2 separate regions of the Mus musculus genome follow, and region 1 is linked to region 2. Evidence: chromatin contacts called from public Hi-C data. All regions are on one chromosome and are shown on one strand. Each heading gives the region's core, a stretch centred on a gene start, on an enhancer-like site or on the middle of the called end of the contact. The rest is flanking DNA. Distances are from core to core; before and after follow the strand shown.

Region 1 (2,700 bases), core at 73-2,572, 110 kb before region 2:
GCATTGGTCGAGTGCTTGTCTAGCATAAAGGCCTGGCAGTCTGACCCCCCAGTACCATAGAAACAGGTTATGATGGCTTACCCCTGCTATTCCAGTACCCAGGAGATAGAGACAGAGGATCAAAGATTGAGTGTCAGCCTCAGTTCCATATTGAGTTCAAAACCAGCCTCGGATATATGAGACACTATCTTGAAAAAAACCCTTGAAAAATTAATCATTAGGGCTGGAAAGACGGCTCTGCTGGGAAGGCACTGGCCATGCAGCTCACAGGAACTCATCAGGCAGAGCAACAACAGAACAAACGCAGCACGCGCCTGCAGTCCTAGTATGGGGACGCAGACACGGGGCTTCTCAATCCACTACCAAATCTGTGAGCTCCAGGTTCACTGAAAGCCCGGATCAAAAACTAAGGTGGAGAGTGAGGGGTAGGAAGACACTCAAGTTGAACACACACACAAGCACACACACACACACACACACTTGTGAGAAACAAACAAATAAATAAATAAAACATTAATGGGAAACAAACAGTATACAAAGTCTTGTGATTTCACTTCTGCTCTGTGTGTGTGTGTGTGTGTGTGTGTGTGTGTGTGTGTGTGTGTTGTGGGTATAAAGCCAAAATGTAAATCAAAATAGTGGCTTTCTCCAAGCAATCATTTTGAATAATTAGCGTTCCTTCTTTTATGCTTCTATGACTTGGGAAACTTCAGACAGACCAATATTTAACGTGGTAAAAAGAAAGCAGGACCACAATTCCCAAGAACGGAATTTGGTTCTTGTCACAGTTAGATAAGAGGCAGGGAACATAAACAACGTCTGCGAGCCAGCAGACTCTGAAAGGTCGGGAGTAGTGGAAGGACAGCCAGACTTGAGCAGGAAATGTGGTTAACAGTGGAAAGTCGGACTTAACTCCTGCCTGCGGGCCTCATTGCAGATTACAATAGATAGAAAACCTGAAGCTCTCAAAAGAAATAAACATTCAAAGCTGTGACTCCAACAGCCCCCGTCTCTGAACGGGGATGTTTCAAACACACCGTGGAGAGGCAGCAAAGAACACACAACATTAAAAGCCTGTGCTGCTGGAGGGCAATCATTCCAGGGCAGGGCTATCAGCACTGCCAGATGAGCCTGACACAGGTCCACCTTAAGATCGCATCTCCCCAGCTGCGCTTCATGTGCCACTGCAGTGGCTCACAGGGAAAGCCTGGGGCTGCAGATAATGGGACTTGGCCCGAGTACTCCTGGAGCATGCCTTTTCTTGTCGATCTGGGAAAGGCAAGGCTGAACTGCACAGCCTGACCCTGAACAGACCCTTGGCATTCCCCTGCATGCCGACTAGACAGAGAGACGGTTTTTGCCTTCTTTACACTGAAAACCATTCTGTGCCGCGCACATCTGGCCCTTTCGCGGAGACTTCAACACTGCAAAGGCGCTAGACTTCTACCTTGGAGGAAACTGTCGGTTGTTGAGGTTGTTGATATTCAACAGAAGTCACAGTTGCGGCAGGAGCAGAACCTCAGACACAGCCGGAAAAGAAAATGCCAAAGGAGGACTCTAGAGCGTATTCTGGGACGAGGCTTTCAGAATAAAGAAGTGTTGCTGACACAAACCACCAAGCTGCCCACTGACCAGTAGATCTAAGAGAACGTGTCTACCAAGTGCTACAGACAGGAGGATGGCGCTGTGGCTTCCAGGAGGGCAGCTCACCCTGCTGCTACTGCTCTGGGTCCAGCAGACACCCGCGGGGAGCACTGAGGTAGGGGCTATCGAAAAGTTGGTCTCTCATGATCAACGATGCACCAACAGGCTATTCACCTGGGGGCCACCTAATTGCTAAGAACTTAGCCACTGGCAATCTAAGAATAAACAATGTTAGTAAAGAGTGACAGGGAAAATTGCTATAAAAATTAAAAATTTTTAAGTCATAAATCTGGCATAATTGATGTGAGTGCCATTGAGTTATTTTCCCGATTCTTTTAAGTATTAAAGCAATGATTCCACCGGGGCAATAATGTAGACTAACCTGTTTAACTCAAAACCGCTTTATACAGATAGCACACATTTGGAGTATCCTAATTTTAAATATCTATAAACTAAAAATAAGCTAATGATAATGGGTGACACAGGAAACATTTGAGATCTGGAGACATGTTAAAAATGTGTCAGAGTTCATTTTGATATTTGACAGAATGTGATTCTTGGCTTGGATTAATGGAAGCTTGTTTTAAAATCTGGTGCACTGGTTCACATCATCCAATCAGTCTGTAAAATTGACTCTAGATTGTATGTAACTAGACAGCATGACATCATAAATCACACGGTTAAAATACCAAACCGTGTGTTCTCTAGCTCCGCCCCCAACAACGCTGGCCTTGGGCAGAATCTTGCCTTTTGGTGAGTGCTGCTCATGAGAAAAGCATCGTTGTTTTGCCCAGAAATGGTTGAGTGTAGGTGATGCTGATACAGTTCTCACTAACGAGCTGACCGAAGCCAGGGAGCCTCCTTTCGGCACCCTCTAGACAACATTCAACTGTTTCCCCACCTCCAAGAGGGGTGTACTTTCCAGCCCCTCGCTCACCAAGAGGAGGTGCTCCCAGGCACGGCCCCACTGCTCCCCTGAAACGCTGTTTCTCGAGCTTTGGAAGCGCAGCTGCATGCACGGGTTCTGCCCTGCTCTCCACCCTGGAGCCTGGCTAG
Region 2 (2,857 bases), core at 306-2,805:
AATGTAAAAAATTACAGAAAAGATGCCCATCCTGAGAAAGTGACACCAGAAATTTGAGACAGCATTTCAGAATCTATAGTTTTTGTTACTATATTGGACCTTTAATGAAATACTATATTTGGGGGCCAGTGAGATGGCTCAGTGGGTAAGGGTGCTCAACTCTAAAACAGACAGCCTGAGTTTGATCCCCAAGACTCACGTGGTAGAAGGAGAGATTGGATTCCTGAAAATTGTCCCCTGACCACCACATGAATGATATGTATACCCACCTCCCAAATAGAAAAAAAGAAGAGAGAGAGAGAGAGAGAAGGGGAGAGAGAGAAAGAGAGGGAGGGAGGGAAGGAGGGAGAGAGGGAGGGAGGGAAGGAGGGAGAGAGGGAGGGAGGGAAGGAGAGAGGGAGAGAGAGACAGGCAAAGAGGCAGAGACACAGAAAGAAAAAAAGAAAAAAGAAAGAAAGGAAGGAAGAGGGAAAAAGAGAAGGGAGGGAGGGAAGGCAGGGAGAGAAGGAAAGAAGGAAGGAAGGAAGGAAGGAAGGAAGGGAGGGAGGGAGGGAGGGAGGGAGGGAGGGAGGGAGGGAGGGAGGGAGGGAGGGAGGGAGAAACTTTAAGAGGAATATAAAGTTGATACACATGCCATGGAAAATTTTTGTGTCATATCCCCCAAATGCTTCAGTTACTAACAGGAACCACACAAAGAGACCCACATGCTCATCCAAAGAGATGAAGACCCTACTGTCCTCGGAAGAGACACAAAGACGTGTGTGAGAGACCTTTCCTCACCACACTTCCACTGTTCCCTACACAGGTCTCCCAAAACAAATTTGGTCAAACTTCTCAGCATTTGACTGCTTCCAACCTCAGTACATAGTGTGTGTATTGGGGAGAACCTAGCAATTAGCTCTCAAAACATGGAGCTATCAGAATACTAGTCTATACTCAGGGTAGGTATCAATAGAGAGTTGATAAGCCACACCCTAGCATACAGGCTAATTTTGACCTTCTATATATGCAACTATAGGTTCTATCCTTCAGACTCAAGTCTCTAAATGTAAATTTCCCATGGAGAATATTTTGAGGGAAGGATAGTGACTGTAGAAGGTAGCCCTGTTTCAAACATATTGCACACAGCATTGTCAATACCTAGAGCACTAATTCAAAGATAGCCTGTAATAATGTTTCCATTAGCAGATAACGTCACGTGAAGGCTTTATTCATAGAGGCTTAATTAACAACTGGTAATGATGGCTCATATCTGTAATCCCAAAATTTGGGAAGCTGAGGCAGGAGGATTAAGAGATCGAGATCACGTCCCCAAAGCCACACACACACACACAGTCAGCCTCATCACACATTGCTCTAAAATGTTCTCATGATTTTCTTTTCTTTTTGCCTTTGTTTATGGCTCCAACACAGTACAAGGTTCTTATGAAGTATGACACCCACAAAAACAAAACTATTCCGGTGGCTGAGAACCCCAACTTCATCTGGAAGAACCACAAGCTCCCCAATGACGTTCCTGGGCTGGGTAAGCCGTTCTTGCTGAGTTTCCTTCTCTCGATGTGGTTTCCGCGCAAGCTGTAGGCAGTTAGCTTGTTTATCTTTTCTTCTCATCTTGCCTAGACTCTCCAGGTTTGTGGCTGGGTTTTACAAGCCCAGTGAGTTCTGGTTAGACCCATCCACATTCGAACCCTGTCTTGAAGATGGTTTCCATATAAGCGGGACCCCCTAGAAAACAAAGTCAGAAAATCAGCAAAATTGAATAGACATAAAAATGTGTACTTTATCCTGTTACTGCTACAGACTCAATGTTTTAAGCAAGGAATATTTGCTGGATCTCACCTCTCCTCAGCTTTGCTCAGCACCTCAGGAAAGGATCTGTCTAGCCCTGTGTGACGCCTGCACGGTACTCACGCCACATTTGCTTGTTCATGTGTCTTTTTACAACATACTGTACAAGATTGGGGTCTAATAGTCACTGATACCTGTTGCTGAAGCATACTGCACTGGAATAATTGAATAATTATGTATTCAATTATTCAATATATTCAATACATTCAATATGTAATTTATTCTATATAATCTACAATATATATTGTAACATTAATATCATAAGAATATATAATGTTATATAATATTATTAAATATAATATAGTGATATATTATATTATATTAATTACACACACACACACACACAAACACACACACACACACACACACACACTGGACCCAGCACTAAAACCATTAATTTAGATGAAAAGGCAGGTCCAGGGTAGCATAGCCAAAGACAATTGCGTTAACATGAGTCAGTTTGCTTTGATTACAACTAAAAGCTTTCTCCTCTAGCAAAGCAGCCTGTTTACCGAGTTCCCTCCAGCCCTACTGTCCTAGGACTTAGAAATCACCCTGCTGTTCACTGTACATTCTTTGAGAAGCCGGCAGAATGCAACAACCAGAATAGCCACTAGAGGGCACAGATGGTTTGCCTTAGAAGTAGCCTGAACCTGACTTAACAGAGAAGCAAAATGAAAATGCGGTTGAATTTTAAACAACTGCATTTAGCCAGGTGGCTCACATCTGTAATCACAGTGTTGGGAATACCGAAGGGAATATTACCATGAGTTGAGGCAATCCTCGGCCACAAAATGAGATCCAGGCCAGCCTGGACTACTGAGTATGACCCTGTCTAAACAACAATGAACTGATTTCATTTAAATAGCATGTTTAAATATCTAATTATGGTCATTATGTCTAGCACAGGGGGTGCTCATTATGTAGGCAGGTAGGGACTGAAATGACCTGAGTGGCTCAGACTCATGCTCTGGCATGGGGGTGTATGATGCCACAGTGTGGAGTTGTA

Evidence for each region. A called contact is a pair of places that touch in the nucleus more often than the background predicts.
Region 1: a contact with region 2 is called in a Hi-C map of the Ba/F3 cell line, with 2.5 times the contacts expected there. The contact joins the promoter of Art4 here to the enhancer-like site in region 2. A contact is called at or near these places in 2 of 39 promoter capture datasets (the C10 cell line and embryonic stem cells), 16 of 484 Hi-C or Micro-C datasets (B cells, the Ba/F3 cell line, the C10 cell line and 11 more), 1 of 115 datasets of contacts at active chromatin or transcription factors (memory CD8 T cells) and 1 of 9 other capture datasets (liver).

Annotation. Positions count from the first base shown.
Region 1 is chr6:136,856,222-136,858,921 of GRCm38.p6, reverse strand. Art4 (ADP-ribosyltransferase 4) reads left to right here and starts at 1,322. Exons shown (of 3, transcript NM_026639.2): 1 at 1,322-1,759. The coding sequence starts at 1,679.
Region 2 is chr6:136,742,584-136,745,440 of GRCm38.p6, reverse strand. It overlaps Gucy2c (guanylate cyclase 2c), which reads left to right. Exons shown (of 27, transcript NM_001127318.1): 10 at 1,414-1,525. Among named protein-coding and RNA genes, the nearest start is that of Gucy2c, 38 kb to the left of the region's middle. Within about 2 kb of position 1,555, at least 62 of the 459 cell types and tissues checked have an H3K27ac peak or open chromatin away from gene starts, as enhancers often do. A contact at or near this core is called in B cells, the Ba/F3 cell line, LSK cells and 4 more, where this site is marked.